Linked DNA regions of Mus musculus: all the other regions are linked to region 4. A link is a contact called in public HiChIP or PLAC-seq and promoter capture Hi-C data. All regions are on one chromosome and are shown on one strand. Each heading gives the region's core, a stretch centred on a gene start, on an enhancer-like site or on the middle of the called end of the contact. The rest is flanking DNA. Distances are from core to core; before and after follow the strand shown. Region 1 holds the start of Tinagl1 (tubulointerstitial nephritis antigen-like 1). Region 2 overlaps Serinc2 (serine incorporator 2). Region 3 holds the start of Fabp3 (fatty acid binding protein 3, muscle and heart). Region 4 holds the start of Nkain1 (Na+/K+ transporting ATPase interacting 1). Region 5 holds the start of Hcrtr1 (hypocretin (orexin) receptor 1).

The links. Promoter capture Hi-C pulls out the DNA fragments that hold promoters and counts their contacts. HiChIP or PLAC-seq counts read pairs in DNA pulled down with a chosen protein or histone mark.
Region 1: a contact with region 4 is called in a promoter capture Hi-C map of liver, with 2.3 times the contacts expected there. The contact joins the promoter of Tinagl1 here to the promoter of Nkain1 in region 4. A contact is called at or near these places in 5 of 39 promoter capture datasets (cranial neural crest, embryonic stem cells and liver) and 5 of 115 datasets of contacts at active chromatin or transcription factors (embryonic limb bud, embryonic stem cells and pancreatic cancer cells).
Region 2: a contact with region 4 is called in an H3K4me3 HiChIP or PLAC-seq map of embryonic stem cells, with 23 read pairs. The contact joins the enhancer-like site here to the promoter of Nkain1 in region 4. A contact is called at or near these places in 1 of 484 Hi-C or Micro-C datasets (bone marrow-derived macrophages), 5 of 115 datasets of contacts at active chromatin or transcription factors (embryonic stem cells, forebrain and stem cell-derived neural progenitor cells) and 1 of 9 other capture datasets (embryonic stem cells).
Region 3: a contact with region 4 is called in an H3K27ac HiChIP or PLAC-seq map of embryonic stem cells, with 4 times the contacts expected there. The contact joins the promoter of Fabp3 here to the promoter of Nkain1 in region 4. A contact is called at or near these places in 9 of 39 promoter capture datasets (the 3T3-L1 cell line, cranial neural crest, embryonic stem cells and 5 more), 3 of 15 datasets of contacts at CTCF or cohesin (the G1E-ER4 cell line, the NIH/3T3 cell line and embryonic stem cells), 7 of 484 Hi-C or Micro-C datasets (the G1E-ER4 cell line, bone marrow-derived macrophages, cumulus cells and 2 more), 23 of 115 datasets of contacts at active chromatin or transcription factors (bone marrow-derived macrophages, craniofacial prominence, embryonic basal ganglia and 12 more) and 4 of 9 other capture datasets (adipose tissue, embryonic stem cells, liver and 1 more).
Region 5: a promoter capture Hi-C map of embryonic stem cells shows a contact between it and region 4, with 2.5 times the contacts expected there. The contact joins the promoter of Hcrtr1 here to the promoter of Nkain1 in region 4. A contact is called at or near these places in 1 of 39 promoter capture datasets (embryonic stem cells), 1 of 115 datasets of contacts at active chromatin or transcription factors (pancreatic cancer cells) and 1 of 9 other capture datasets (embryonic stem cells).

The regions. Positions count from the first base shown.
Region 1 is chr4:130,171,508-130,177,465 of GRCm38.p6, reverse strand. It overlaps Tinagl1 (tubulointerstitial nephritis antigen-like 1), which reads left to right and starts at 2,664. Exons shown (of 12, transcript NM_001168333.1): 1 at 2,664-2,743; 2 at 3,259-3,573; 3 at 4,471-4,534. The coding sequence starts at 3,267. It overlaps Gm52490 (a long non-coding RNA gene), which reads right to left and starts at 4,144. Exons shown (of 3, transcript XR_003955116.1): 1 at 4,095-4,144; 2 at 3,695-3,754.
Region 2 is chr4:130,249,193-130,255,203 of GRCm38.p6, reverse strand. Serinc2 (serine incorporator 2) reads left to right here. Exons shown (of 10, transcript NM_172702.3): 10 at 1,139-1,707. The coding sequence ends at 1,274. It overlaps Gm46724 (a long non-coding RNA gene), which reads right to left. Exons shown (of 3, transcript XR_003955118.1): 3 at 5,400-5,899. Among named protein-coding and RNA genes, the nearest start is that of Gm46724, 16 kb to the right of the region's middle. Within about 2 kb of position 3,628, at least 37 of the 459 cell types and tissues checked have an H3K27ac peak or open chromatin away from gene starts, as enhancers often do. A contact at or near this core is called in embryonic stem cells, where this site is marked.
Region 3 is chr4:130,305,506-130,311,441 of GRCm38.p6, reverse strand. Fabp3 (fatty acid binding protein 3, muscle and heart) reads right to left here and starts at 2,704. Exons shown (of 4, transcript NM_010174.2): 1 at 2,592-2,704. The coding sequence starts at 2,664. Gm10570 (a long non-coding RNA gene) reads left to right here and starts at 3,737. Exons shown (of 4, transcript XR_868203.3): 1 at 3,737-3,819; 2 at 3,958-4,122.
Region 4 is chr4:130,571,262-130,576,622 of GRCm38.p6, reverse strand. Nkain1 (Na+/K+ transporting ATPase interacting 1) reads left to right here and starts at 2,587. Exons shown (of 7, transcript NM_025998.4): 1 at 2,587-2,794. The coding sequence starts at 2,741.
Region 5 is chr4:130,135,525-130,141,305 of GRCm38.p6, reverse strand. It overlaps Hcrtr1 (hypocretin (orexin) receptor 1), which reads left to right and starts at 2,144. Exons shown (of 9, transcript NM_198959.2): 1 at 2,144-2,298; 2 at 3,110-3,227; 3 at 3,639-3,876; 4 at 4,016-4,194; 5 at 5,398-5,641. The coding sequence starts at 3,678.

The DNA.
Region 1 (5,958 bases), core at 1,415-3,914, 400 kb after region 4:
TGCTGGTGTCCCTTGCCTGTTGTTCTGTCACAGGCTCTAGGACAAGGTCCCATTCTGAGCAAGATTTAGAAAGTGAGTCACCAGGATGGTTGTGCGGAACAGGAAAGTGGGGTCCCTGGCACCCCCAGGCCCTGCCCTTTCCTCTGCTTCTTGGCCAAGGAATCTAATGAGTCATGCGACTCCACTGAGGTGGGCTCTGAGCCAGACTCTGTGATGACAGGGGTAAGGGGTGGAGGGGTGATCCGGCCCCACCCTCCTCCCTGCTCCAAGTTCCTGTCTCCTGTAGACAGACAGACACAGACAGGCAAACAGCTACCCACTACCTACCCCTGTTCCCCCAGCTCGTCCACAGGCATCTAGTAGACAGGTGTTTACAAGTAGGAGAGGCTTTCAACGACATTCTGACACCAGCAGCTTACACAAACGGACACTGGACACGCAGACAGACCCAGGATAGTCACAGAGACACACACTGTCCACACAGCTCTAAGGGCACGGACACACAGGAGCATAGCAGGTAGACAGGTAATTCCGTAGGCAGGCAAGAACCAAAAGAGAGCCAAAAAAAGGTAGAGGCACACAGGGGATATAGCAAGACACACACACACACACACACACACACACACACACACACACACACACTCACTCACGCAAGTGAGTGCCAGAGGGGGAGAGAGAGAGAGAGAGAGAGAGAGAGAGAGAGAGAGAGAGAGAGAGAGAGAGAGAAATCACACACAGCAGCTCACAGGGAAGGGGTGCTCTTTGGCAAAGGTAGACCCAATGTTATGGCCTCTAGCCCTCAGAATTTTGAGACTGACCCATGAAAGCAGGTACCAGGCCTGTTCTGTTGAAGCCAGTCTCCTCCCAGGGGAGATGATGTTGGCAGTTCTGAGGGATCTATCTGCCTTTCGATTTGATGAATCGAGATTGAATAGGAAAGGGGGGGCTTCCCAGCCAGCAGGATCTTGAGACCTGTCATATGACTAAGGGTGCCTCAGGAGAGAGAATACACTGGGTAGCCTGTGTTCTGGCTGTGGAACCTTGGATAAGTCTGCACTCACTTGTGCCCTGCCCCCCACCCCCCGCCACGCCCACTTCCTGGTTTCACATAGCATAAGGTGGCTTTGAACAGGCTACACACCTGAACTTCTGATCCTTCTGCCTCCAGTTCCTGAGTGCTGGGAATACTGACATGTGCTACAGCACAAGTGTGTGTGTGTGTGTGTGTGTGTGTGTGTGTGTGTGTGTGTGTGGTGTGTATGTGCATGCGTGCACACATACAGTCTGTGTGCATTAGACTTATGAGGATGGCTTTGTGGACTCTATTCTCTCTCTCCATCGTCTAGATTCCAGAGGCTGAACTCAGGTCGTCAGTATAGTGGCAAGCCCCATTGCCCACTGAGCCATTCTCACCAGCCCCACAGTTTTTATACGATGCTAAACACGAACTCAGGGCTCTGTACACGCTAAGCAAGCACTCTATCAAGGAAGCTGCATCCAGACCTTGTCTGTTCTCTTGAGCCTCAGTTTATCTTTTAGGCTTCGTGCTCTCAGATCCTTTCAGAGTACGAATGGATAGGTCTGTATGTTGGGTGCTTCCGCACCCCCTGGTGCCTCACCACCCTTGCCTCACAGCAGGGGGTAGCTCGGTCACAAGAATCCCTTGTACTGACTGCTCTCTGCAGAGAGTGACAGCTAAGGGGAGGTGTCTCGGAGAACTAAGAGAATCCCCGCGCTCCTGCTTGCCCCAGAGAAGGCTAGGATAACTGTCTAGGTGTGGTGTCCTTCCTCCACCTAGAGAGTCCTCTGGCCCTGGGCCCAATCTGTTGGAAGAAGGAGCTTGCACAATGGGGAGGCACAAAGTGACAGCCGGAAGGCCTCAAGGGACAGAAGCCCCATTGTGTGAGGGCAAGGCAAAGGTTAGACCAGAAACGGAAAGGGGCTCTGCAGGGGGCCCCAGCTGCCAGGGCCCTTGATGTGGGGCCCGCCACGGGACCTTGGGCCAAGAAGGATGCCCTTGGGCCTGGTGGAGGGGGCAGTGTTGGGCAAGGTGCCCATCACTGGGGGAGGGCAGACCCCACAAGGGGCGGCTGGGTAAGCTCAGACTCCGCACCGCACCCACCTCCTGGGGAGGAGCTGCCCGGAGCTCCGTGAGCCTAGGCAGCTTCCTGAATCATCCCTTGGGAATTCCTGTCATTCCTGGGAGCTGCTGTGGCTTGGAGTGGCCCCCAGCCCAGGGTCACTGGGTCAAGGATGTGCCTGGCTATTTTTCTTCCTGGAGGGCCGGGTTGGGGGGGGGGGTTAGAGATTTTTGCCCCTAGCTCTTGGTCCCTATCAAGTCCTGAACTCTGATCGTAGCTGCCTCCTCGCCCGCTTCTGTTCACGTTTTCAGCTTCGTAAAATCGCTGGGAAAGTCCTTCCTACTATCAGTCCACAATTCTTTCTCCGTGAGTTGCAGTTCTGCTCCCTAAGAAGAGGGTTCCATTGACAAGAGATCCCTCAAGGAGGACAGTCGCGTACACATTGTCCTTAAGCCGTTCCCTCGGAGCTAAGGGCTACTCCAGGTACCTACAAGTGGGCCCCGCCCTCCCCTCCCACAGTCCGGGGTTGGGGCGGGTGCTGCCGGCAGGGCGGTACAAAAAGCGTCCCGCCCTGCGCTCCTCACTTGACTCGGTCTGGCAGTCTCGAGCTTGGAGGCGGAGGCGCGCAGGGCAGCCTGGGTCCAGCCCACACCCCTCACCAGGTAGGGACTCTCCCTGATCAGAGGGTAGAGGGTGTTGAGAGAAGGAGCAGCGAGGAGGGGGCACACTGAGGGAGAAGGACCCAGGGCAGAGAGGCACAGAGGAGAGGGTCAGAGGGACGCAGAGCAGAGGGTCAGAGGGACACAAGGACAGAAGGGCGGGGGCATGCATAAGGAGGAAACACAGAGTCAACAATCCAACTCAGATGCGTCAGAGAGGTAGAGGGACCAAGGGCAGGAGAGGAGAATGCGTGTTGGAAATGTCAAGGTCCCATTTCCTTGTCCATGACAGTCCCTAAACAGGTCAGGGAGGGGGGTCTACTTCTTGTCCCATGAGTGGACTGACATCTAGTGCTGTCTTTTCCCTCCCGGAGACTCGGGAGTCAGGGTTCCCCGCTTTGCTGAGCCTCCTAGGAAAGCTCCAGGACGTGTGAAGGGAGACCCACCCTTGACGTTTGTTAGGGAGTCTCCAGAAGCCAACACCTCTGACCCCTGACCTCTGTTCTCCTCGGGTCTAGGAGGCACCATGTGGGGATGTTGGCTGGGGCTGCTCTTGCTGCTGCTGGCTGGCCAGGCTGCCCTGGAGGCCCGGCGGAGTCGTTGGCGCAGGGAGCTGGCGCCAGGGCTGCACCTGCGGGGCATCCGGGACGCCGGTGGCAGATACTGCCAAGAGCAGGACATGTGCTGTCGAGGCCGTGCTGACGAGTGTGCCCTGCCCTACCTGGGAGCCACCTGTTACTGTGACCTCTTCTGCAACCGCACCGTCTCTGACTGCTGCCCCGACTTCTGGGACTTCTGCCTCGGGATTCCACCCCCCTTCCCTCCCGTCCAAGGTGGGCACCGAGATGGCCAGCAGAGCGGCCACCTTGTCACTCCCAGTCCCAACGAGGCTCAGGAACAAGGCTGATAATGGGTATTTCCAGGCTTTGAAAAATGTAGAAAAGAAATCCTCACCCTGTTTCCTGCCCCTCTGGAAGTCCCTCGTGTGGTCTTACTTGACTCTTTCAAGCAACACTGAAAAAAAATAGTCCTGTTAGGCCCTAGGGCAGGGCAGACAGGCTCCAGCACTATCTCTCAGTCAGTATGGGGAAGGTGGCAGCCCCACCTGCTGACTCATCCTGAGGCTGATAGAGCACGAAGGGCCCAGCCAGGTTGTCATAGCCAGAGACCTCACTTAGGATTCAGCACCTCTGAGAATGGCCTGCACGTGTCCTTTCCCTGTCCCAGTAGGAGAACTACGGAAGTCCTTCCTGTCGCATCCCAAACCCTGCTGGGCTTTGGGCTAAGGAAAACCCATGCCTTAGTTGCTTTATATCAAAATGCTGGGCCTTTTAAAAGGAGTTGCTTGCCTTACCTGGGCTTCAGTTTCTTTCCTAAAGCTCCTTCCATGCCCATGGGCAAGTCCCAACTCATTTGAGTGACAAAGGGTACCAGGAATGTCATGGCTGGCATCCAGGTGAAACGACATGGACCCAAACGGAGTCCTTGAACAGCTTGTGTGTGGCACCCTGTGTGGGAACCCGTGGATGTTCTAGGATGTAGTTTGGGATGTAGTTTGTCTCTAGATTTCGTTGGGCTGGGATTGGTGTGTGATTACCACCAGCTCGGGAGGTTTGGGGCTGCTCCTCCTGAAGTCCCTCGTGTAGTCTTACTTGACTCTTTCAAGCAACACTGAAAAAAAAATCCTCGAGGATTTAGCCATTTCTTCTTTCCTTCTCTCCCTCTGGTAGGGTGCATGCATGGGGGCCGGATCTACCCAGTCTTCGGAACCTACTGGGACAACTGCAATCGATGGTGAGTGTGAGAGATTGGGGTGGACTCAATTTGATCGCTATGTGGCAAACAGACTTGGCCCCAACCCCTATCACCCATTTCCCAGGGATGAGTTCTTTTTGTTCTCTGGGCCTCAAGTGTTTTCATCTGTAATGTGGAAACTTTCAAACTGACCACGCCATCTCATATAATAAGATTCTAGTCACAAGCCTGGGAGTGGTCAGCCATCGTTAGGTTGGCTGGGGGCCACACCTAAGCCAGAAGTTTTTCTCCACTCCTCCTGGTTTGGGCTGGCCACCTTCCCAGCTGGGCTTGCTGTCACAGGAGAGTCCAAGGGGACGCCAGGAAGGAAACCTCTGCAGCATCCGCTGTCCTGGGCGGGATGAAGGGTCAGGGATGACTGCGTTGGCCATCAGCCAGTGGCCTGCAGCAGGGCCTTCCCTGGAATGTGCCCTCTCCCTACCCCCAAACCCCCAGTTCCAGGCAGGGGGAGGAAGGGGCCATGGCTAGCCCATCCTCAGAGCTGGGAAGTAGATCAGGTGGCAACTATGGAGACCTTACTGGAAACAGAAGGGTCTCTGCTGCCCTGAACCTGCCCCACCCCTCCCTCTGCCTGGACTGAGAGGCCCCTGGGAGAAGGAAACTTTTTGGAATGTGTTGCACATAGCTGTTTGCTTTGCCTCATGGGTGAGGGGTGCCGGGGTCACTGTGGGAACAGGGAGACCATGTGTCCGTGGGTGCTGGCATGTGTCTGGGTGAGGGAGGGTGTGTGTGTGTGTGTGTGTGTGTGTGTGTGTGTGTGCGTGCGTGTGCTCAGAAGGGCGGGGTGTCTGCAGAATTCTGCTGCTCTGATAGGGTGGCTGCCAAGGGGTTAACGTTTCAATTGCTGTCCCAGGCCCCTCTGGAATGCTGGGACCTGCTGTTACCAGTCCTGTCTAGACCTGCTTGAACAGCCCTGGGGCTCATGAGATGAGGACTGGAAAGCATTAGCTGACCCCTTCAGGACAGGTCCTGGTGCCTGAGTGCCGCAAGTATCCATCCCACTTGCGAGGGGAAGATTGTCTATATGCCTTCCAGGCTGGACATCACCACACAGGGACTCTTCCTCAGGTCATGTTGAGGAGTGTTGAGGAAGGTAAAAGAGGGGGCATCCCTATCCCCACAGCCCCCTCCTGCTCGCTTGAGCACCACCCGCAGACATCAGGGCTAAAGACCCAGCCATATTGGGGCTTGGCTCCCCTTGAGGCTCCTTATAAGGTGGCATTGGAGGCAGATGCCCTGGGGTGCCTGGAAGGAGGCTGGTTAGCATCTTGTAATAGCAGAGTTATGAGCTTGTAAAAACATTGTAGAATCCCTAGAATTCAGGCCTCCAGCTGATGCCTAATTACTGAAGACCTACTGTGTCGAAGGCACTGTGTTGGGCCCAGGAGGTTACAGCTGGAGGG
Region 2 (6,011 bases), core at 2,379-4,878, 320 kb after region 4:
CCCTTGCTCTGCCTTAGTTTCCCTGCTGTGCCTTCTTAGCCCAGCTTCTGATATGTTTGCTTCGAGACCAGAAGGGACAGTTAGGAGGTGAGGCTGGGGTGAGCAGGGAGACTATGTTTGCAAATCAGGGCTGGACTGTAGGGGAATCTGGTGTGGGAAGCATGGAGGGGCAGGATTAGGATGGGGCGGTTAGACTCGAAGTCACAGAATTAAGAGTAAGAGTCGTCAGGCAGTGTTGGCACGTATCTTTAATCCCAGCATCAGGAGACATAGACAGAGGGATCTCCATGAGTTTGAGGCCATCCTGGTCTACAGAGTGAGTTCTAGGCCAGCCAGAGAAACCTGGTCTCAAACAAACACACAAAAGTCAGAATCAAGAGGTCTAGAGTTAGGGTTGGGACCATTGAGAGTCACATCTTGTCAGGATTGTTGGGGAGTCATAGTCTGTCGATATACACAGGTCATTTGGTTAACGTAGGGAGGCAACGAGCTGAAGTCAGGGTAATAAGGTCGGGGGCGAGGATGAGTTATTGGCTTAAGAACCAAAGTCAGGGACAAGCAGGGTTAAGGTGAAGTTCATCAGTCCTCAGGGATGAGGAGCCAAAGAACTGAGTGGCACAGTCCTAAAGACAGAGTTTCTCTGTGTGACCCAGGTGAGCCTTGAACTTGAGATCCTTCTACCCTACTGCCTGAGAGGCTGGGATTGCAGGCCTGGACCGCTGACCCTAGGACTTTTGTTTTGTTTTTGTTCAGGGTCTCATATAGCTCAGGTTGACCTCACACTCATTCTGCAGCGAAGAATGATCTTGAAGTTCTGATCTTCTTGCCTCTGCCTCCCAAGTGCTGGGATTAGAGGTGTGCATCACCGTGCCTGGCTCACGGTGACAAAGTGAGGGACCAGGAGTCAGGAGATCAAGTGGAGGCCTCAAACTATAGTCAGGACTGGAGTTGAGGTTAAGTTTGGACCTGGGGTCCAGGGTCCTAGGTCAGGTGTCTCCAGTGTGAAGCACAGGGATTGGAGTGGCACGGTAAGAGCCAGGGTTGAGGTTTGATGTCTCAGCTGGCTCATCAGGTCAGGGAACAAGACTGAGGTCACAGTACTGGGGACCAGGCTCATGAGCCCGATGGTGTGTTCCAGCCCTGGAGAGACCCGGAAGATGATCAGCACTTGGACCTCAGTGTGGGTGAAGATCTGTGCCAGCTGGGCGGGGCTGTTCCTCTACCTGTGGACCCTAGTGGCACCCCTGCTCCTGCCCAACAGAGACTTCAGCTGAGAATGCCCTGCTGCCTGCCTACCTGGTGCCTTGGGGCTCAACAAGGGTCAGCCCACCCTTGGCCACAGCTATCTGCTCTCTTCCAGGACCCGCTCAAGTCAGGATTCTCCATTCTCAGTGCCTCCAGGGTCTGTGGGACATTATGCTCTGACCCAAGCCCTGCCTTCCTTTGCCCATGATCATGCATACCCACCCTTGGGACTGAAGTTAACCCCTGTTCTCAGGGTCTCCAGAAGAGGGCATGAGAGTAGAGAGTGGCCCAGAGCTTCTCAGCTGACAGGGGGGGGGGGGTCACCCTATACACTAAGGCCTGTGGGGGTACCCACCCTATACACTAAGGCCTGTGCTCCAGGCCTCCAGAGCCCACCCCCTTCCTAGACCATGTGCCTTAATGAGTCTCTAAGACTTCACTCAATAAACATGCCAGTACCTGTGTGTGCCTCCCATGTCTTGTGTGCCTCACCCCTGGTGTGAGGAGGCCCCGTGCCTCCTTAGCCAACCTGGGAGCTGGGGCGTGCTTGGAATGAGGGTGTTGAAGAGTATGGTGAGCAGGACAGAGGACAGGGGTGATGAGCTAGACAGGACCCTTGTTTACAGTGTCTGCTTGGGAGCTCTGCTCCCCTCTGCTCTCCTCTGTCCTGTATTTGTAGTCTGGACGTCATCACTCACTTCTCTAAGCAAGGGCCGCCGTGGTCCTTGGGCTTGATGTCATGGGAGTCCAGAGAAGACCCACGACATTCCCAGGCCTTAAAACAGTTGGGAAAGGACTTGTGCCCTGGAGCCACCAAGCCTGCCTGGCTCTAAGGAGGCCAGGGCTCCTAGCTCTTCAATGATTAGAGGAACGTGGTGCTGCCTGGTTGGTCAATGACTTCTGCAGTGGTTCAAGGAGTGTGTGGCCTGTACAACAGGCTCAGCCAGAGATGCTCAGTGTTGTGAAGGTCACAGGCAGGCTCCTATCACTCCAGTGCAGGCCAGGCATCCCGCCCACTTGTGGGTGTGGCCTTGTGTGGGTGTGGCCTGAAAGTCTGTTTGGGTGCTTCTATAGTCTTGCCCAGGACACAACCATCTCCTAGGTACCACCAGGGTTTCGGGGAGTATAGGGATTCAAATAGACACCCTGAAAACAGAGCAGGAAGCGTTGGGCTGAGAGGACATTTGCTGAGGTACACAAGGCCATGGAAGAGGAGCTCAAGGGCAAGTACAAACTGGAGTGCAGACAGCATGCGGGGTCAGAGGAAATCAAGGAGATAGGTGTGGGCGGGATGGTACAGTCTCCCTCAGGGGATGTGGGGAGACTAGACAGAGGGGAACTACTGGGGTACTGAGCTGGCAGAAGGCCTAAAGCTGTGAGCTGATGCTGGGATGTTCCCCATGACTACAGCTGAGTGGTAGAGTCACATAGTATTTTAGACAGATTTCCCTGGGTGAGGTGGGGCGCATAAAGGCTGGACTTCGTGAAGCTGAGGAAGGCTCTCACTAGGGATGGGTCTGGAGGATGTGCTTGCCCCGCCCCCTGCCCCCCCAACCCCCGCCCCCCGAGATCCTCTGAGTGAGGTTGTCAGAGCACCATGCATTGCTATTCTTTCCTTGTTTCTCCTTCAGGAGAAAAGAAATGCCCAGGGTGTCCTCGTGGCCTGTGTATTTGTAGAGGTGGTTGATTTGCCAGATGTGGTGGTGCACAGCTTTAATCTCACCACTTGTCCGGGAGGCAGAGGTAGGTTTATAAACTGAGTTCCAGGACAGCCAGGGTTACACAGAGAAACCCAAAACAAAAACAAAAAGAAAACAAAAAAACAAAAAAACAAAAAACCTTCCCTCAACAACACCCCCCAAAAAAAGAAAAAGTGGTTGTGGTTGTAAGCTTGTTACAGTCTCAGATCATTCAGTCAGCAATGCACTCACCACGTGCCAGGGGCTGGGCCGGGCCTTGCTGGTGGTATGGGGGAGGGGCAGAGCAAAGAGCCACTATTCTAAGTAGGTGAAGGACTTTCCCCTTGTCTCCTTGGTGTCACACTCATTAGCCTAGAGGTAGGGTTGTCACCACCCACCAGGGCAGGGAACCTGTTTAGCTGTCCCCTCTCCCGCTACCCAGTGACCTGACTTCCACCCACAGGGAACCTGTTTAGCTGTCCCCTCTCCTGCTACCCAGTGACCTGACTTTCACCCACCCTCCCATCTGTTCCTGGCTCCTCAGTTCTTCCTTCCCACCACACATACCCTCTCTTCCTCGTAGACCTGTCACTATCCCTTTCTGGTCACTTCCCCTCTTTGGGAAGAGAAGCTCTGTTGCCTGCAAGCCCCTGATAGGGTGTGCTTCCTTACTGCACTGGGACTGAGAAAAGAGCTGTCCTTGAGTCTGAGGAACTACAACGTCCTGTCCCCAGGCCACTGTCCTTCAGCCCCACCTGCAGTTTAGGTTGCAGAGTGACAAGGGGGTTGGGGGGCAGGGTGAATGCAAAGCTGGTCGATGACATCTGAAACAGACAGTGCTTGGAGTGCTCTGGGCTTGGCTAGTTCTGTCTGCCTTGATGTGTCATTGTGTGTTATTACCCTCTCGGGACCTCACCTGGATTTTTCATGACCGCGGCCACAGTAGCTTTCTTGTAAGCCATAAAGTGCTTTGCACTCAGTACTTACACAGCAGACAGTCTCGGCCCTTGTGGTAGTTTGAATATGCTCAGCCCAGGAAGTGGCACTATTAGGAGGTGTGGCCTTGTTGGAGGAGGTGTGGCCTTGTTGGGGTGGGTGTGGCCTTATTGGAGGAAGTGTATCATTGTGGGGGTGGGCAATGAGGCCCCCCTCCTAGCTGTCCAATAATGGACTGAACCTCTGAAAACGTAAGCCAGCCCCAATTAAATGTTTTTCTTTATGAGTTGCCTTGGCCGTGGTGTGTCTTCACAGCAATGGAAACCCTAACTGTATCAGCCCCTTCTCCCTTTGCTGCCTGGCCACTTTGCAGCCTCTCTGAGCTAATCGGATATAGGAGAAAATGCTGACTGTGTTTGCCTTTCTGTTATAAGGTCCTGCTCTGCCTTTTAACTCAAAGCAGTGTGTGGAGCTACAGCAACCTTCTTGGGATGATTAGAACAACAAACCCGTGGATGGAAATCTGCCTAGGAGACATGGAAGAGTTTGGGTCCCTGATGTCTGTGGGAGCTCTGCTATGCCTGGTCCGGATGTCACTGAGATGGGGAAAGCCAACCCCAGTATATCTGAGTCCCATTACTGTGCCTAATGGGACAGCAGTGCAGCTGAATGCGTGGCTAACTGTCTTAGTTACTGTTCTGCTGCTGTGAGGAGACAGCATGGCCAAGGCTTACAAAAGAAAGCATCTAGCCGAGGGTTTGTATAGGTTTAGAAGGTTCCGGAGTTTGGGGGGATCACGGCAGGAAGCAGGCAGGTGTGGCACTGGAGCAGAAGCTGAGAGCTTTACTTTCTGACCCTCGAGCAGCAGCTGAAGAGAAGATAGACAAACAGACAGACAGACAGAGACAGAGAGACAGACAGACACATACACACAGAGACAGACACACAGACACACAGAGACAGACAGACAGAGAGAGAGAGAGACAGAGACACACAGAGACAGAGACAGGCAGACAGACAGGCAAAGAGACACACACACAGAAATAGAGAGAGACAGAGATAGATAGATAGACAGAGACAGACAGACAGACAGAGGCAGACAGAGCCTGCCTGAGACAGAGCCCGACTGAGCCTGGGCCTGGCATGAGCTTTTGAAATCTCATAACTCATTCCCAGTGGCACACCTTCTCTAACATGGCTGCACCTCCTGATCTTTCCCAAACAATTCACTAACTGGGGACTAAGAATTCAAGGCTACGTGCCTTTGAGGGCCACTTTCATTGGAATAACCATATTAACTGATATAATTAACTGGCCACTAATTTTAGTAATAAGAACAGCAAGTACTGGCCCTGCACCTTGTAGGCATAATGTTTTGTGTGCTGCGAGCTTACCCTTGTGCTACTCAAATGCTGACTTCTCTGCACCCCCCCCCCATCCTGTTTTAATCTGGACACAGCATTGTAATGCTTATACCAAGAATCTCCTGTCTCAAGTTTGTATAAACAGTTCTTACCTTTTATTCTCTGCCTTGTCAATAAATGCTGATAACCCAGTGGTTGGGCAGAAGAGAGAAGGAGAGGAGAGTCAGATCACAGGCAGGATGGAGGAATTGGAGCAATGAAGAAGGGGTCTGGAGAGCCAGATCGATACACAAGCATCATGGGATGGGGCTGGGAGTTAGTTAGCCAGATTAGCATAGCGGTTTAAGACACATCATTCATTTAACTGCTCAGCTATTGAGGTGCAGTCTTAAATACATCTTGGTTTCTCTGTAGAGTTATTGGGGATTACAAGGTAAATCAGTACAGCCACCAGATTAATTCACAGCTTACCTTTATATTAGGCATAATTCATTTTCAGACTCTAACCAGCACCCATTCCTCCTAGTACTGTGTGTCTTTTTTTTTTTTTTTTTCTGTAACCCTTGAATCCATTTGTGTGACAGTCACTGTGCGGTCCAATTCTCCCCAAGGCCAATACAATCGAGAACCTATGCTCACTCGTCATCATGGTTCCCTGGGGGCCTACAACAGAGCCTGAGAAAGAGAAGTACTCAGAACAAGTCGAGTTAGTTAAATGAGCACTGCTTGATTCTGGAACAGGGAAGCTGTGGAGAGAGCAGAGTGGAGGGCTCTGTTGAGTCAGAGT
Region 3 (5,936 bases), core at 1,455-3,954, 270 kb after region 4:
TGCTGCAAGCTGTGCACACTGCACAAGCTCTAAGTGGTGGCCAAGTATCCTTGGGACAGCCCTAAACCTAAGCTTTATAGTTTCCATTTACAAACGAGGCTGAGACACGGTGCTGTCTTAGCCAAAGTCAAACGGGCCAAGCATGGTGACTCCCCTAGAATCTCACTCAAGAGGCAGGGGACTGGAGCAGGGGAAATGCCGAGAATTCAAGGCCAGCTTGGGCTGCGTAGCTCCAGAGTATGGGCTATAGTGAAACCCTGTCTCAAAAAGGCTAAGTAAATAAATAATCCGAGTTTAGTGACATAGATTCCCAAACTCTCTTTTAGTCTCACTATATCATTCTTGGAATAACATACTCTACCCTTCAAGCCACCATCTGTGCTTGAAGTCACTTAAACTAGGCTGGGCTGCTTTGTCCTAAGAACCTTTGGTTCTATAGGATAAGTCAGGAGCTTTGGCTACACAGCAAGAAGTGAGAGGCTTGGCTTTGCCTACTGGTATCTGTGTGAGTTGGGCTTCAGCAGTGAACCAAGCTGTTTTCCCAGGACCCACCTACAGGTAGGTGTAGGGTGCCAGTGAAGCCAGTTACTGCTGGAAGCTGGGGTGCATCTAGACTTTACTGGCCTTCAGCCTGTCGATATTTTTAGGCTAAATAGAATTTCAGTCCCCTGACTAAAGCTGGGTTCAGCACCCACAGAACAATGGCCTGAAGACAACATGCCCTGAGGCAAAAAGAAGTCTAGGAAGGCAGCGGCAGCTCAGTGAAACAGAACTAAGCCCAGGTAATCTAGTACTCCCTAACTTGACAGCCAACTAGCTGGGTGTGGGCTCATACCTCTAACCCCAGTGCGGGAGAGGCAGAGACAACAGGACCTGGTCTCCTTAGGGAGTTCCAGGAGAGCCAGGGATACACAGTAAAACCCTGTCTTAAAAGACAAGACCAGCTGCCTTCCTGGAGAGCCTCAGGGTAGGGTAGGTGCCGGTGGGAGCCCTGTCTGGAGATGTGGTTCAGCAGTCGCAGTGCTTGCTTAGCACGGGCAAAGGGCCTTGGGTTCCATTCCCCAAACCAAAAGGACAAATTGCTTTGTGGGCCTGTTTCAGAGAAGAGCTGGAAGTAGGTGAGAGGCAACTACACACATCCCTCAACATGTCCGATTCCAGCCCTCCTTCCCGGGGAAGACGGAGTGGAAGCTAGCTCAGGCATGACACAGTCCTGTTTTCCCTGCCCCAGCCTCCTAGACCAGGATGATATAGCCAGGGACTCCGCAGGTAGAGGTCTTTATCTAAGCTCAAGGCAAGAAAGGAAGGGCTGGGGCCGTCTTGGATAAGTGGTTCATGTGACATTCCCCACTGTTGAAATGGGAAGAACTCTAGGTAGTTCTGGGTTCTCAACTATTTGGAAGGCCGAGATGGCAGGTTACAAGATCAAAGCCAACCTGGGGAAGTTAGTGAGAACCTGTTACACAGAGTAAAAAGAGGGTGTGTGTGTGTGTGTGTGTGAGTGGGGAGTATAACTCAGCAGTAGGGGGCATGCACAAGGCTCTAGTTCAGTCTTCAAAAAGAAATCCTGGGCTTTCCTATGAGGCGATGAGCTCATGTGTCCCAAGCTGTCTTCCTATTAAGTAAATCATGGGACTCTTCCTTTCTTTTTTTTTTCAAGACATGGTTTCTCTGTGTAGTCCTGGCTGTCCTGGAATTCTCTCTGTATAGACCAGGCCTAGAACTCGGGAGATTCACCTGCCTCTGCTTCCCAGAGTGCTGGTTAAAGGCGTTGTGTCACCGCCCACACCACACAATTTCCCCAGCCCCAAGCCACACTCTCCCTTCATAGCTCTTCACCTTTCTTCTGACACCCTCTGCTCGATCCCAGGCTTTCTTCACCCTATCCCCAGCACTGATCCGGTGGCCGACTGGTGCGGCCGGGAAGCCTATGTGTAGTGGTCGTCTTGCCCTGCTCTAGCAGCAGCGTCTCCGACTGATCCCAGGGGTGGCTGCACACACTGTAGGTGAAGGTCAGGCTGGTGAGAACCAGGGCATCTTCCAGAGAGAGGCCTCTTCACTACCCCAACATGGAGGGGTAGGGCTTGTTGCTGACTGCCTGGCTGTATCTTCACCTCTTCCCAGATGGAATTCACTGATTTTCTTTAGTCTTCCTCCAGGCTCTGTACACTCCTATCTGCTCTATTCCCTTTCGGAATTCAATTTCTGGACCACCATGCTCCTCTTTGCCTTCTCCTGCGGCCAGCCTCCCGCCCTTCTTTCCCTCCCCTTTCCACCTCCGGATCACCTACACTGCTTCCTAGAAAGCCTCCCATCCCGGACCTCTGCGGCCACAGCTGCCTCTACCCTTCCCCTCCAGCTACGAGGCTCGCCAAGCTTGGACCGCGACACCCCCCTCCCAGGAGGCCGGGGTGGGGTGGGGTGGAGTGGAGTGGCTTCAGCCCAGGCCACCCTCCGCACCTCAGTATTCCCTGTCTGGACTGGCTAGGAGCTTGCGGGAGGCACATGGGGGCACTCCCCCTGGGAGCTCAGCGCCAAGACCGCCTTGCCGGCCCTCCTGACCCTAGATCCTGCGCCGTTCGTTCGCTCACCGAGTGACTTCATGTAGTCATCAAAATTCTTGCTGTCCACTAGCTTCCAGGTACCGACAAAGGCGTCCGCCATGGTGCGATGAGTGAGGAGGCGAGCAGGCACTGAGAACCGCAGCTCCCGGCTGGACAGCCTCTTTAAATAGCCCTCGCATCACATGATGAAAGTGGCCCACACCCCTCGCTCCCGAAATAGGAAGCCGGGGCTTGCACTCCCGCAAAGGGCTGGGGCCCATCCCCCACAGCCCTCCCGTCGCCTACGTCAGCGGCGCCCGCGGTCCTGTTGGTGCCATCTAACCCATCCCTGGCCTGGCTGCGGGGCGCTTCCCGCAACCCAAGTAGAGCATCCCCCGGCCATACTGAAAGGAAACTCGCCCTTGAGCTGGTGCCACGCTGGAGAAACGCCGCTTGATCCTTCTGCCGCCTTGTTTTTTAATTCGCTGTGGTTTTATTCTTATATTGTGTATGCTCGTGTAGGCGTACTTATGGGGAAGGGGTGGGAGACTGGGGCGTTCGTTGTAACTCGCGGGAGTCCCTTCTCTGCTTCCACCGTGTGGGTCCCACGTATCAAACTGGGGTTGTCAAGGCTTGACAGCAAGGGCCTTTACCCAAAAACCCATCTCAACGGTCCTATGTCCTCTTCTTGTAGAAGAGGCTCAGAGGCTCGGAGAGGAATGACGCGGTCGCCGTAAGTAAAAAAGAATTGGAGCCTGGACAGAGAGCATGGTCTAGTGGCCTTTGAGCCCTCTTGCTCCTACCAGACAAGTGGAAAAGAGTTGCCTTGGACACCGCGGATGGCTGAGCTGCCCAGCGCCTCACCTGCTGGCGGAGAACGTGACCTTGCTTCCCTCATGCTAGCCCCACACGTGCTAGCCCCTCCCTGCGGAATGTCTCCCGCCTGCGCCTTTCTCCGCAGTCCCACCCGTCGCCGCTGCCTGAAAGCGCTTCAGGCTTTATTTACTGACCTCTGAGCTTGTGCCAGGGTCGTTCTTCACTCCGCGAAGACAATTTGTCTATTCAGAGGGTTCTTCCGGCCTCGGCCACCTTAACTCCCGGAAAGCCGCGACCCTCTGCTGAAGTCAGTTTTTTCCCCTGACTTCTGCCACTAGACTGCTTGTCACCTTAAAGTACGTTATTAAATAAGACCCGACTATTGATGGTTGTAGCCTACTTCAGGGCATGGTCACACTCAACTTTTTCGTTGGTAGGTGGTATCATCCCCTTTTTACAGGTGAGTAAGGGAACCTCAGTGGAGCCTATTCCTTAGTTCAGCAGTTTCTGTTTAATTATTACCAAGTCAGCATCTCAATGTGTAGCAGGGGTTGACCTTGAACTAAAGATTCTCCTGCCTCTGTCTCCTGGGTTACAGCTGTGTGCCGCTGCTCTGGCTTGAGCCAACAGTTAATACGGCACCTGCACCTGGAGGCAAGAGATTCCTGAGTTGGGGGCCAGTCTGAGCCAAGGCAAGATACTCTCTCAAAGTAAGCTCCTGGTTTGTGCGGGCCCTGCTTTGGAGAAGTCCACATGGATCAAGGTACAGGCTAAAGTACTCCCTCTGGGAGTGACTCTAGGAGGGACCTGTCCTGACTTGGGGATTCAGAGGAAGAGGGACATAAATGAATTTCTGAGCTCTCTACACGGGACGGAGTGGTAAGCACAGAACTTTGGCCTCTAGAAGGTTGTGCAGGGTAGTCATTCCGGAACGGTTACCAGAGCTCTGGAGCCTGACCAGTATACCTGCAGTGTGGTGAGGCCTCCTTCCTGGGCCTCTGTCCCCGTGGAAGTTCCTTTCTCCCACCCATGGGCTGTTCTGGGAAGGAGGCCAGTGAGGAAAAGTCCTCTCACCCCTGTCTTGATTCCTTTGGAGAGTCTAGTTGCCAAAAGGCTGAGAGGTCCAATTCTGCCAAAGCTACAGGGACGGGCCTCAGGGCTGGGCCTGGAGCCCTGGTGACCTCAGCGATAGAGCAGGTGCCAAGGGAGGGAGGGCATGGGATGGTTTCTGATTCAAGGTCACAGGCTTTAGGCAAGGAGCCTCTTCTCTCAAAGCCTGAGAGGCCTGAGACCCAGGGACCAGAGCAGTCTGCTTACATGGAGTGTGGAATGTAGTGCTGGAGATCTGGGGCTGGCGGACAGCTGCTGGCAAAAAGATCTGTGTTCTAGACCCGATCACAGCTATACTAGCCATGCCATGTGGTCTTGAGCAGTTCACTTAAGTCACTTGGAATCAGTTTCATCTTTGAAATGGGAGATATTTGGAAATCATTAGAGAAAATACATTAAAAACTCTGGTTTTGTTTTTTTTGTTTTTGTTTTTTTTTTTTTTTGACAGAATCTCTTTATTTAGCCCTGGCTACCCTGGAACTTACTATGTGGACCAGGATAGCCTCAAACTCAGAGATCTACTGGCCTCTGCCTCCTGAGTGCTGGGATTAAAGTCATGCACCATCACCTGGCCCTGATCTTCTTTCTTTTCTTCCTCCTCTCCCTTCTTCTTCTTCTTCTTCCTCCTCCCCCTCCCCCTCCCCCTCCCCCTCCTCCTCCTCCTCCTCCTCCTTTTCCTTCTCCCTAAGACTGGGTCTCTCTATGCAACCCTGGCTATCCTGGAACTCACTCTGTAGACCAGGCTGGCCTCTGCCTCCCAAATGCTGGGATTAAAGGCGTGCACCATCACCTAGCCAGTTTGCTTTCAAGAATAGCCACTGAAAGGAGATAAGATAGCTCAGTGGGGTAAGGTGCTTACCATGCACACATTCAGCACCCACATAAAAACCAGGTATGGTTGTTCATGCTGTAACCTCAGCACTGAACAGGGCACACAGACAGGTGGATCCTGGGTAAGGGTGCTTGCTGGTAAGTCCATGTAGCAGAAATGGCAGGCTCCTAAGTTCAGTGAGAAGCCCTGTTTCAAAAATAAAGTAGGCAAGAAAAAGAACAAAACCTTTAACCTCTTTAATTCTATCCCCGAGGAAGTAGGAAGTAGGAAGCCAGGGCTGCTAATGAGACCCTGTCTCAAGAGAATGGTGGAGAGTGACAGAAGACACCTGTCACATCTGGCTGATGTTTACCCCTACAGCCTTGAAGGGCAGCCAGGTCTTAGGCTTCAGGGCCGTAAGACACGGTGCTGACTATCCTGTGTTCTTGTGCTGAGCCCTGCCTGAGCTGAGCAGCACAGGATCTTGAATTGAGACCTTGAGCTATAGACCTGTGCAAAGCGCTGGCCTGGGCCACGAGGATTGATCCTCAGCCACACCCTCTTTCCTTCTGCTAGGTTTATTGTTGTTGTTGTTGTTTGTGCGCATGACCGTTGGGTGTGAGCTGCAGGCATGAGTGTGTGGAGGGCAGAGGACA
Region 4 (5,361 bases), core at 1,338-3,837:
CAAAAGGGACTTCCCAGGACCCTCTTCCCATCCCTGTCTGCTCGACCTCCCTGAAACCTGACCACGACCCCGCCTTCCCACTCAGGAAATGTGGCTGTGCTCTGAGTCATGGCTGTCTTTCCTTTGTGAGTCCTGCTTCAGCCTTTCCTAGTCCTCTGTTAGTCATTCCTCGTGATAAGGATTGCAAGCCCCACCCCCACGCGTGTCATCCCCAGTTCTGAACCCCTTGCCAGAAATGACGGCCTCTGCTTGTCCAGTTGTGTTGGCTCCTTCCAAGAACTTCAAGCTTCAGAACAGAAAGGTGCCCACGGGGACCGACCCAGTGCTGGGAAGCAGCATGTGGCTGGCTACTTTTATGTCAACTTGACCCAGGCTAGAGCCATTTGAGAGGAGGGAACCACAAATGAGAAAATGCCTCCATAAGACTGGGCTGTAGGCAGCCTGCTGAATACTTTCTTAATTAGTGATTGATATGGGAAGGTCCAGTCCATTCCAAGTGAGACCATCCCTGGGCTGATAGTCCTGGGTTCTGTAAGAAAGCAGGCTGAGCAAGCCATGGGGAGCAAGCCAGTGAGCAGACTCCTCCATGGCCTCTGCATCATCCTGTTTGAGTTCCTGTCCTGACTTCCTTCAGTGATGGATTATGGATCAGAACCATAAACTAATAAACATTTTCTTCCTCAACTTGCTTTTGGTCATTGTGTTTTATTCTAGAAATAGTAACCCAAATTAAGACACAGGGTGTATAACATGCATGCTACCCCAGTCTGCTCACAGCCAAAGAGTCCTGCTGTGATCCAAGGCCTGGGGAAGCCAAGGTAAATCACCAAACCGAGTCCTCATACTGCTCACAGGAAGCTAAGAAGGTTCTAGAATGAGCTATCATGGAGGTATCGAAGGCTGGAATGAGCCAGAGAGGGGATTTCCCTGGGTGACCAAGGGTCAAGGAGTGAGGCCTCAACTAAAACACTAAAGATGAAACAGCGTCCACTGCACTGCACATAAGGATCTCAGAGCAGAACAACCTTGGGACTCAGAGATGGCTTTTTGTGAAGACACTTGCTACTGAGTTTGAAGACCTGAGTTTGATCACTGGGACCCACATAGAGGAAGCTAACTCCTACTCATGGTCCTCTGAGAGCCACAGGGTGCTCTAGCATGTGTCAACCTAAACACAGACATACAACATAAATAAATAAAGAACAAACCTAAAAGCAGAGAGGGGCCAGAGGGCGTGGAAGCCTGGGATTTAGTAGGGCAGGATTGAAATAAATGACCTTGGACAGAGGGTAGCTCAGACTTGGAGTGAGGTGGCCAGGCCTTGGGTCTGTGGCATTTGGGACATTCAAGAGCCTGGCAGAGCTGGTCAGAGCCTAGCAGAACCCAGTCACTGTAAGGAGAGAGGCATCATGTGTCCAGTGCTTGGGTCGGTGAGGGCTTCTGAGCACACTGTCAGCATGGAAGAGAGAACTGACATGGGCTCACCCGAAGCCTCCAGGGGATCCAGTGGGGACCGGGCTGGCGCTTCCTTTGTGGGAAACAGGACTCTTTGGAGACTTTGATAAAAGCTGGGTCCCAGTCCCCACGTAAAGTTATGCTCTGGGTATAGAGTCTGGGACAGACTCCAGGAAGCCTAGCTAATCATGGAAACTGGCTGGACACAGCTGCCATTCCCTAACAGTGGCTGAGAAGAGTCCCCACTGTTATCCCAGTTGCTTTTTGGTGGTGTGTGCGTGTGTGCATGTGCTTGTGTGTGTGTTTAGTGTGCGATGGTTGATTCTGGGAATACCTGGGGGGCCTTTTGTTTTGTCACTGTTGAGAGTACTAGGATCAAATCCAGGGCTTTTCTATCCACTTGTCTTGCGTGTTTTAAAACGCGTTTATCTGGAATTTGGGAGGCTGAAGCAGGAGGATCTCTGAGAAGCCAAACTGGGGACCGGACTATTCCGGTCCCTGAGCTATGAAGAGTCAAGAGAACGGAAGACCGCTTCAAGCGCACTCTGGCTTTCATAAACCCAAGATATACCAGGTTCTGAAGGAAAGACAGAAAGAAGAAAATGTGGCCGGGAAACCAGGAGGGCTGGCGAGCTGGGCTGAAAACTCAAATGAAAATAAAGGGCAAAGTTGGAACTCCAGGGTAGGGTGGCTCCAACTCCCTCAGCTGGCCAAGCTAAGGGCTACTGTTGGGTTTACAGGACTGCATCCAAGAGACTTTTTTCCTACTTTGCCCCTGAGGCCCCTGGGCGGGGGTGGTCCAGAGAGGTAATGTGATCTGCCCAAGGTGACACGGCTAAGGAACAGCAGTCTGGACGCGACCCAGAGCTGCCAGCGCGCAGGACCCGCACTCTTCCACTTCGCTCCACGCCCCTCCCCTCCCCCGCCCCCTCGCTCTTCCGCCCCTCCCTCGCCTCCCTCCGGGGTGGCGGCCGAGCCACGTGGTGGGCCGGGAAGCGGCGGCTGCCGAGCGCCCGGGCGGCTGCCCCAGCTGGGCAGTGCTGCACCGCGCCGCGCTCGGTGCCTGCGGGGGCCGCTGCGCGCTGGCCGGCGCCGCGGGCGGGAGGTGTGCCGACGGCCGGCCGCAGACAAAGGAGGCGCGGCGGAGCCCGCGCGGACCGGGCGCACCATGCACTTGGGGTGCGGCCGGCCGGCCGCGGCTCTGGAGACCCGGCCCTAGTCGCCGGCCCCACCGCCCCGGGGCGCCATCGAGACGACGCGGCCCCGCGCGGCGCGAGGAGGAGCCATGGGCAAGTGCAGCGGCCGCTGCACGCTGGTCGCCTTCTGCTGCCTGCAGCTGGTGAGCCGCGCGGAGCGGGGTGGGGCGGCGGCGGTGCGTGGGCGCCACCCGGGGTGCGGGGTGGCCGGGCGGAGTCTGCCCCGCGCGGGCCGGCTTGTCCCTTTGTGTGCGCTCCTCGCCTCAGCCCCGCGCTCGCGCGCACGGTCCAACGCTCCCGGGTTGCACGCGTCGGTTCGCAATGGGTGCGTGGGCTCCCGCTGGGGGGCTGCGCCCCAGGACTGTGGCTCCCTTGGGGCTGGGGGTGTGTCCGAGGCTGGTCTGTGTACTCGGAGAGGTCCCTGCCCGAATGTTCCCCTCCAGATCGCTGATTCCGTGGGTACCTCATCCCTCTGGGCTCCGCCCCTGTGAGCGTTTCTCACAAAGTCTCTTTCTGCTCCTGTATTATGTCTCTGGAATGTTTTTAGATCTCTGGCCATTTCTGCTTCTTGTTTGGGTGGTGGGACCTGAGACTCTTTGAGAACCCTCGGCCGTCCTTTGTGCTGCTTTCCTGCCTCCCAGCACCCTCCTGACTGGGTGGCCAGGGATGGAGAACTACCTCCTTGAGGGGGGTGATCAGGAATTGATGTATCACGGGCCAGCCTAACCTGGCAGGCACCGGACTCACTCTGTGGTTCTCTTTAGTCTGACCACCGAGTCCTCCAGCGTCCCATGAGCCATCTGTTCTATCAGCAGCGGGTGAGGTGGGGTCAGGTAAAGAGTTCCCTGGTCCCATTGGATGAGGACACTTGAGTGTCTTGGGAAGAATCAGAGCATCTCGGGGCTCTGTGCTGGCCCCAGTTTGGGGGAAAATGAGGTCTTTAACTGGAGGGCAACAGAGTGAATCCGGAGGCTAAGAGTAGCTGAGGTCCTTGCCTATGTATTGGGAGGGTGATAGAGAAGAGACGGGGGTCTCCTGCCTCCCTTGGAACTGTGTTATGCTTCTACTCAAGACACTGTTGTGTAGGAACTGCTGATAGCATCGGGTCTGTGGAGGAGCCTGGGGCCTCATTCCTATGGGTCCCGTGGTCTGGATCTGCCTTCCGGCCAGCACCTGCTCCTCCCCACAGGTGCGCAGGGTGGTGGGAAGCTTTGAGTGAGATGTGCTGGTGGCCTCTGTCCTCTCACCTTTCCTTGAGTCACCGGCCCTGCGGCGCCTGCTGTTCACAGCATCGTCCTCTTGGGCCATGCTAGAACCTCCTCTCCTCCCACATTGGTGTGTTGGTGTTTTGCCCCTCAGAAGGCCACCTGGTCTGTCAGGCGTCATTCTCAAGGACGGCAGAGGGGCTTAATCACCACCAGGTAGGATGGAAACTCCAAAAGGGCAGAGACAGCTCATTTTGTTCCTGCTAAAACCCCAGCAGCTGGGCAGCCCTTGACACCTCATTAATATTTGTAAACTAAACGAAGAACTGGTTATTTGGCAGATCTGGGCTCACAGTAGAAATATTCTCCGTTTTCTATTTTTAGGACCATAAAAATGCCAAGAAATCTTCAAACTTTTTTTTTTTTAGAGAATTCCTTTTCTTTAATTAAAAAAAAAAAAGGTTTATTTTTAAAAATTTTGTACATCCGTGTCTGTGTGTGTGAGTGCAGGTGCCCACGGCATCCTGAAGAAGCCATCAGGCCCACTGGAGCTGGGGTTACAGGTGGCGTGTGCTTAGACTCTAACTCGGGCCCTCTGTAAGAGCAGAGCGTTCCTAACGGCTGAGCCATCTCCAGCCTCAAGGATGTCTTCCTGGTTTTGTTGGCTTGTTGTGTTTATTGTTCTTGTATGTTTGAGAAATGTTCTAACTCTTCCGTCCAGGCTGGTCTTGAACTTTGAGCCATCCCCCTGCCTCAGTACCCTGAGTGAGGCTGGAGTTTCAAGATGTCTAGCTTAAGTTTTAAACTATATATTTTTGTTTGTTTGTTTTATTTTGTTTCAAGACAGGGTCTCACTATGTAGCCCTGGCTATCCTGAAATTCACTCTATCGACCAGGCGGGCTTCGAACTCACAGAGCTCCATGTACCTCTGCCTCCTGAGTGCTGGGATTAAAGGTGTGCGCCTCTACACCCAGCTCAAACTCCTTTTCTTTTTTTAACTTAAGAGATGAGGGATGTATGTTATGAAGTGAATGAATAAGCCCTCAGAGAGTGGAGAGTATTGAGTTTCCTTCTCTCTGTGCCTGTGAGCAGTTTGTCCCTTGCTCACTCCTGAGTGCTGTTACTAATTCACTGGGTGTCAGCTACTCTTGGGAATGCTTCCCCTGCCCCCCCCCCCCCCAGTTAACTCGTTTAACCTTCATTGTGACCCAGTGATGTAACTTGCTCAAAGGGATCCAGGAACTGAGACAGGCATGGGACGACCATTCAGGCATGGGACCAGCCTCCTCTGTTGCCTTAGCTACAGCCTAAGTAGCTCTGGCCTTGGTACACTGGGGCCCATAGGGAGGTGCTCACCCGTCTTGGGAGCAGACGTGGTACAGGGGGTCTCCCAGCCTCCAAGCGTTCCCAGCCAAGAGATGGCATCTCTTCCACCAGCACAGAGCTAGCTTAGACAGGACCTGGGTGGGATTCCACTTCTCCCACGCCTTGCCTGGGTGGCTTG
Region 5 (5,781 bases), core at 895-3,394, 430 kb after region 4:
CCTGGGCTGCCCACTGCCCACGCAGCGATCTGTATCTTCCACAATCCCTGACTGTACATCGCCTGCAGCAGCTGTTACTTGAATGTCCTTGCATGATCTGCCTCCCATCCCCCACGTGCTGTAGCCTCCTCTGGGACCCCTACATGGCAAATGGTCGCAGCTCCAGATTGGTGTGTGTGTTTGGGGAGGGGGGGTGCGGACAGAATGCAGAAGGATGACTCATCACCATGGGAGCAGACTACCGAGTTCCACATTCACACACTTGCAGAGCTGTAGACACAAAGGCATGCCCACACGCACATTCCCAAACTCACAGGGAGACACACTGAAATACACTGAGCGCACGCACATACACACGTGTGCATACAGTCCTTAGACACAGACACCAAAACAAAGGGACAAATCAAGACACATAAGACATCTCTTACCCAGGGGGAAGCCAATCATCATCCAAAAGCCTACTCTCGTACGGAGACACACAAATACCCATGGCTAGTTTCTTTAGAGACATCCTAACCACCCTCTGTGAATATATAAACCCTCTCCCTTATCACCCCACTGTGTCTCTCTCTGTGTGTCTCTGCTGTCTCTCTGCCTCTCTCTGTCGCTGTCTCTGTCTCTGTCTGTCTCTGTCTCTGTCTCTGTCTCTGTCTCTGTCTCTCTCTCTCTCTCTCTCTCTCTCTCACACACACACACACACACCACAGTCCCTCTTCTCTGGAGTCCTTCATCCATCCCCTGCCTCAGGCAGCACTCAGAGCAGACATGACAGTTTTAGAGTCCTAGAGATCTGTGGCCTATATTCTTGCATACAGATGCCACAACTACCCAAGGACAGAGTTTCTGCCTTGGGTCCAGCCACTCCCATTCTTCCAGAGTAGATAGAGGTCACCAGACCCAGAAGGGTGATGTCCTAGTCATCTGCTCACAGACCCCCTGTTTGCATCTCCAGTGCCTTAGAAGAGGGTCTGGCTGCAAAGGGAAGATGGTGGTTACAACTCCCAGGAAGGAAGGGATGTGTGAGAAAGGACCCTTGCTTGGACGACACTGTCTTGAGGTGATAGGTGGACAAAGTCCCCACCCACCTGCTAGGATTCCCAGGAGACCTGATCCAATCATGTGCACCTGCTGTTGTCTGCCTTAAAGACACACACACACACACACACACACACACACACACACACACACACCTCCGTGTTAACCCAAGGGCCACTTGGTCCTGCTTCCGGCTTCAGAGCAGGTGTTGCTGTTCTAGGAAGTCCTGGGTGAGCTCTTCTGCTCTGTTGTGACTCTCAGCTCCCTAGGTCTCACCCATCTTTGTGGACACCATAGGGAAATGCCTTACTCCCCGGAAGCCTACATCCTATGCAGAACTGGGGGTTAGAGGGGCTCTGGGAGATCTGAGAGTGAAACACAGGTTCGAACCTCAGCACTGCCTCTGACCTTGGGCAAAGCCCCGAGCTGTGTGTATCCAAGGACTTATCTGTAAAATGGGGACAGTAATAACTATCTCCCCCAGGCTGACGCGGGGATTAAATGAGATCATGCATTGAGTATCCTGTGGAAATGGCGGCCGTATTACAGGTTCATTGCTTGCCACAGAGATTGGTAAATATTGAGTTAATGAACGCCTCCAGCTTCCCTTCTTCTGCCTCCACCTCATGTCTGTGCTTTAGGAGGGGGAAAGTAAATGTGAACAAGAAGGATTTGGGGCAGGGAGAACGGGAAAGATCAGGGCTTTCTGACATCTCTGGACACCAGCTGCTCCAGCGCGTCCTGAGATTGCTTGAAGGCGGCACCGGCATCCTCTTACCCTTATGCCACTCACCTGTGCCACCACCCTAATCGGTCAGGTGAGGCAGCAAGTAGTGGTGGGGTCCACCCCTGCTCTGTGGCCCCTCGACGCTCCCCACCCCAGGTGCGTGCTGAATGCCGGGTGGCGGGAGCGTAAGTGTGCGAAGGATGTGAATGAGCCAGTGGACGCGTGAATGGAGGTGGATGGAAGCGTGAAGTACAAGGCGGGGCTCCAGCTGGGTGACCTCGAGTGCAGACAGGCCGGGGCTCCCTCCCCTCTCCTCCCAGCATCCCGCTCCGCTCCCCTCCCCGCGGCGCGCAGCCCTCCCTAGCCCTCCCGAGCTACCGCGGGCACCAGAGCCGGGACCACGCAGCCACTGAGCGGACAGCGCCGCCTCAGGAGGGGGCTACCCCGCCGCGTCTCCAGTTCCGCACCAAGGCGAAGTCCCGCGAGCAAGGTCCAGGTTCCAGCAACGGAGGATGCCCGGGGCCGGGAGCCAACAGGTGCGGGGCGTGGGCGACCCCCAGGACTGACTTGGGGATTCCAGAAGAGCATCGGCAGGTGATGGAGGGGGCTGGAGTCTCTGGGGACCTGGGTGCCGGAAGACTGCGCCACCCCCCACTCCGCTCACCTCCGGGAGGTACCCTTTAGCGCACTTGCTGCCCCTTCTGGGAATCCTCCCAGACCCCCTAAGGAGCAGGGAGGTCCCGCTGGGAAATCGGTAGGCCAATGTCTCTGCCCCTTCCCCTAGGGCTCTCGAAAGGACTGTCCATCCTCTTAACACCAATCTGGGGTCGTCCCTACCCAGCCAAGGGAAGAAGGGGTCTGAGCAAGGGAGGAGGGAGCGGCCTGAGCCAGGCCGGATTTATGAATGGAGAGCGGCCTGCGCACCGGCTCAGCGACCCCTGGCGGCCGTCGGGGAGCATCTCGGCCCCGGGGACTCCAGGAGACCTAGCAAGGGGGGTCTTGAGAAGCCTGTTTCTTGGCGTGAGGATCCTCCTTTCGTCTCTCCTAGGAAGGTGCTTACCCGCACTCCTCTTCGCGGGTCTGTGCGTTCCCGCGCGTGTACGCTCACTGAGGAGGATCTGGCAAGTCTAGTGGGCGGGACCTAGGTCTTTAATATCTCCCTGCACCCTTTTCCCAGCCAAGGGAAAAGGCTTGAGGACTGACTCAAGAAAGAATATTTGTCGTTGGGGATGGGTTTCCTTCCTAAATCTGTGGTGGCCGGAGGACTCAGACTGTCCTGGATTGGCTTTGTGACCTTGAACAAGGGACTCAACCTCTCAGCTTCCCGTCTCTCCATCCACACAACAGGGCTTGCTAATAATGATACCGAATACTGACTGGAGGGCCAGCTTCTGGGTGTACCAGGCTCTGGGTGAAGTAGTTCCCAAACCTTAGAGCTCAATACTCTTCATCGTGGCTCTGGAAGGTAGGTAACTTTAATACTCTGTTGGACCACTGGGTGGGGAAACTGAGTCTCAAGGAGGGAGGTAAAAGGTGCCTAGCTCCACCATTCCCACCCCATGACTAAGAATAAAGAGACGGAGGTAGACAAAGTCCCTAATGTCCTCTTCTTTCCTTCCTTCCTTCCTTCCTTCCTTCCTTCCTTCCTTCCTTCCTTCCTTCCTTCTTTCCTTCCTTCCTTCCTTCCTCCCTCCCTCTCTCCCTCCCTCCCTTCCTCCCTTCCTTCCTTCCTCCCCTCCTTTCTTCCCTCCTTCCTTTCTTCCCTACCTCCTCTCCCTCAGGAAGTTTGGTCTGAGACCCCAAAGACCTGAGGGCAAGACCAGGGCCTTTGAAAGGAGTGGGCTGAGGGCTTGTGGGAGTTTCTCTTTCTCCACAGAGCCCAGGACTCTCCTCAGCTGAAGTGGCTCCTAAACTCATGGAACCCTCGGCCACTCCTGGGGCCCAGCCTGGAGTCCCCACTAGTAGTGGGGAACCCTTCCATCTGCCTCCAGACTATGAGGACGAGTTCCTCCGATACCTGTGGCGCGATTATCTCTACCCGAAGCAGTACGAGTGGGTTCTCATTGCAGCCTACGTGGCTGTGTTCCTCATAGCCTTGGTGGGCAATACCCTGGGTAGGTGTCTGTTTTCTTCTGAACTAGAGGGAGTCCTGGGCCTTCCCTTCATACCCATTCTTGCTGGTGAGGTCGGGATGGGGCCTGAATGTGTGTGGCTTTGCTAACTGGCTTCACCTCACCTTGCTGCTCTCTGCAGTCTGCCTGGCTGTGTGGCGGAACCACCACATGAGGACAGTCACCAACTACTTCATTGTCAACCTGTCCCTGGCAGATGTGCTGGTGACTGCCATCTGCCTGCCTGCCAGCCTGTTAGTGGACATCACCGAGTCGTGGCTCTTCGGCCAGGCTTTGTGCAAGGTCATTCCCTATCTCCAGGTTAGCTCTCCCATGGCCCTCAGCACCCTCTACCACATCTGTCCAAAACCTATGACCTTGGTGGCTTTCAGTAACTTTATTGTTTGCCTTTCAGTCAAGTTACACTGGCTTAGGACTCTTGTGGGGCTATTCAAACCACCAGGCTGGACAGTTGGGAACACAGACACAGCCCGACATACACACATAGACAAACTTGACCACACACACACAGAGACACATACACACACACAGACACACACACAGAGTTACTTTCGGGTCCACAGGCACATGCAGAGAAGAGACAGAAGCCCACAGTGACAGACCTGCACTTAACAGGTCTGCTCCCTGACTCCAGTAGGGACCAAGAGAGACAAACAGAATTCTCTCTCTAGTCTCCTTCCCCAACGCTGGACACCAGGACACCCAGATGATATCAGTGGAATAGGAAGAGGACTAGCCAGAGACCACCACGGCCTCTTAGTAGCCCTTGGTCCTCTTCCTGTATCCTGGGAAACAGGGCACCCTGGAGGCAATGCCTACCTATACTACCAGTCAATTCATCTGTGCCGCTCAGACCAAGAGAGATTTCCCAACAGCATAGGGGTGACCTCCCGGGCTGACAGTGATGCCTCAGGGACTTCACACTGCTTTAAGGTTTTCTGCCCAACTGGTCCCCTCTGTGGATGGAGATCATGTGTCTCATCTCTTCACTGTACCAGGACACCTACTTCATAGGTTTTAAAAGTAGAGAAAGGAGGGGTAGGAGAGATGGCTCAGGGGTTAAGAGCACTGGCTCTTCCAGAGGCCCCCGGTTCAATTCCCAGCACCTAGATGTCATCTCACAACTGTCTGTAACTCCTGTTCCAGGGGATCCAACACCCTCATACTGACATACATGCAAGCAAAACATCAATGTACATAAAAAAAATTATTTAGAAAAAAATAGGGAGAGGTCTGTTTGCCACACAAAGTCTCATTGTGTGTGTCAGGTCTCCAATTGGACATTTTCCATACACGATTTCATTTATTCTCACCAGCATCCTGCCAGATAGATGCTATATTCCCATTCTGCAGATGAGGCTCAGAGAGGGTGAGTGACTTGCCCAAATTCACACAGCACAAAGGGGTGGAGTCACGATTTGCTGCACTGGTAGCTCTGGGCTGTGAACTGTTTCCCCTCCCCCTGCCCCGCCCTACCTCTGATGTTGTGTCCCTGTGGGGCAGGCTGTGTCGGTGTCAGTGGCAGTGCTGACTCTCAGCTTCATCGCCCTGGACCGCTGGTATGCCATCTGCCACCCACTGTTGTTCAAGAGCACAGCTCGCCGTGCCCGTGGCTCCATCCTGGGCATCTGGGCTGTGTCGCTGGCTGTCATGGTGCCCCAGGCTGCTGTCATGGAGTGCAGCAGCGTGCTGCCTGAGCTAGCCAATCGCACCCGGCTCTTCTCTGTCTGTGATGAGCACTGGGCAGGTAATGGGCACTTCTGGAGGTGTATACCCCCAGGGCAGGGGATTTTCAGGGTGGGTACCCCCAGGGTAGGTATCTCCTCTAGTGTGAGCATCAGCTGGGGATCCCTCCAGGCTGGCACCACTAGACTGGGCAATTCTAGG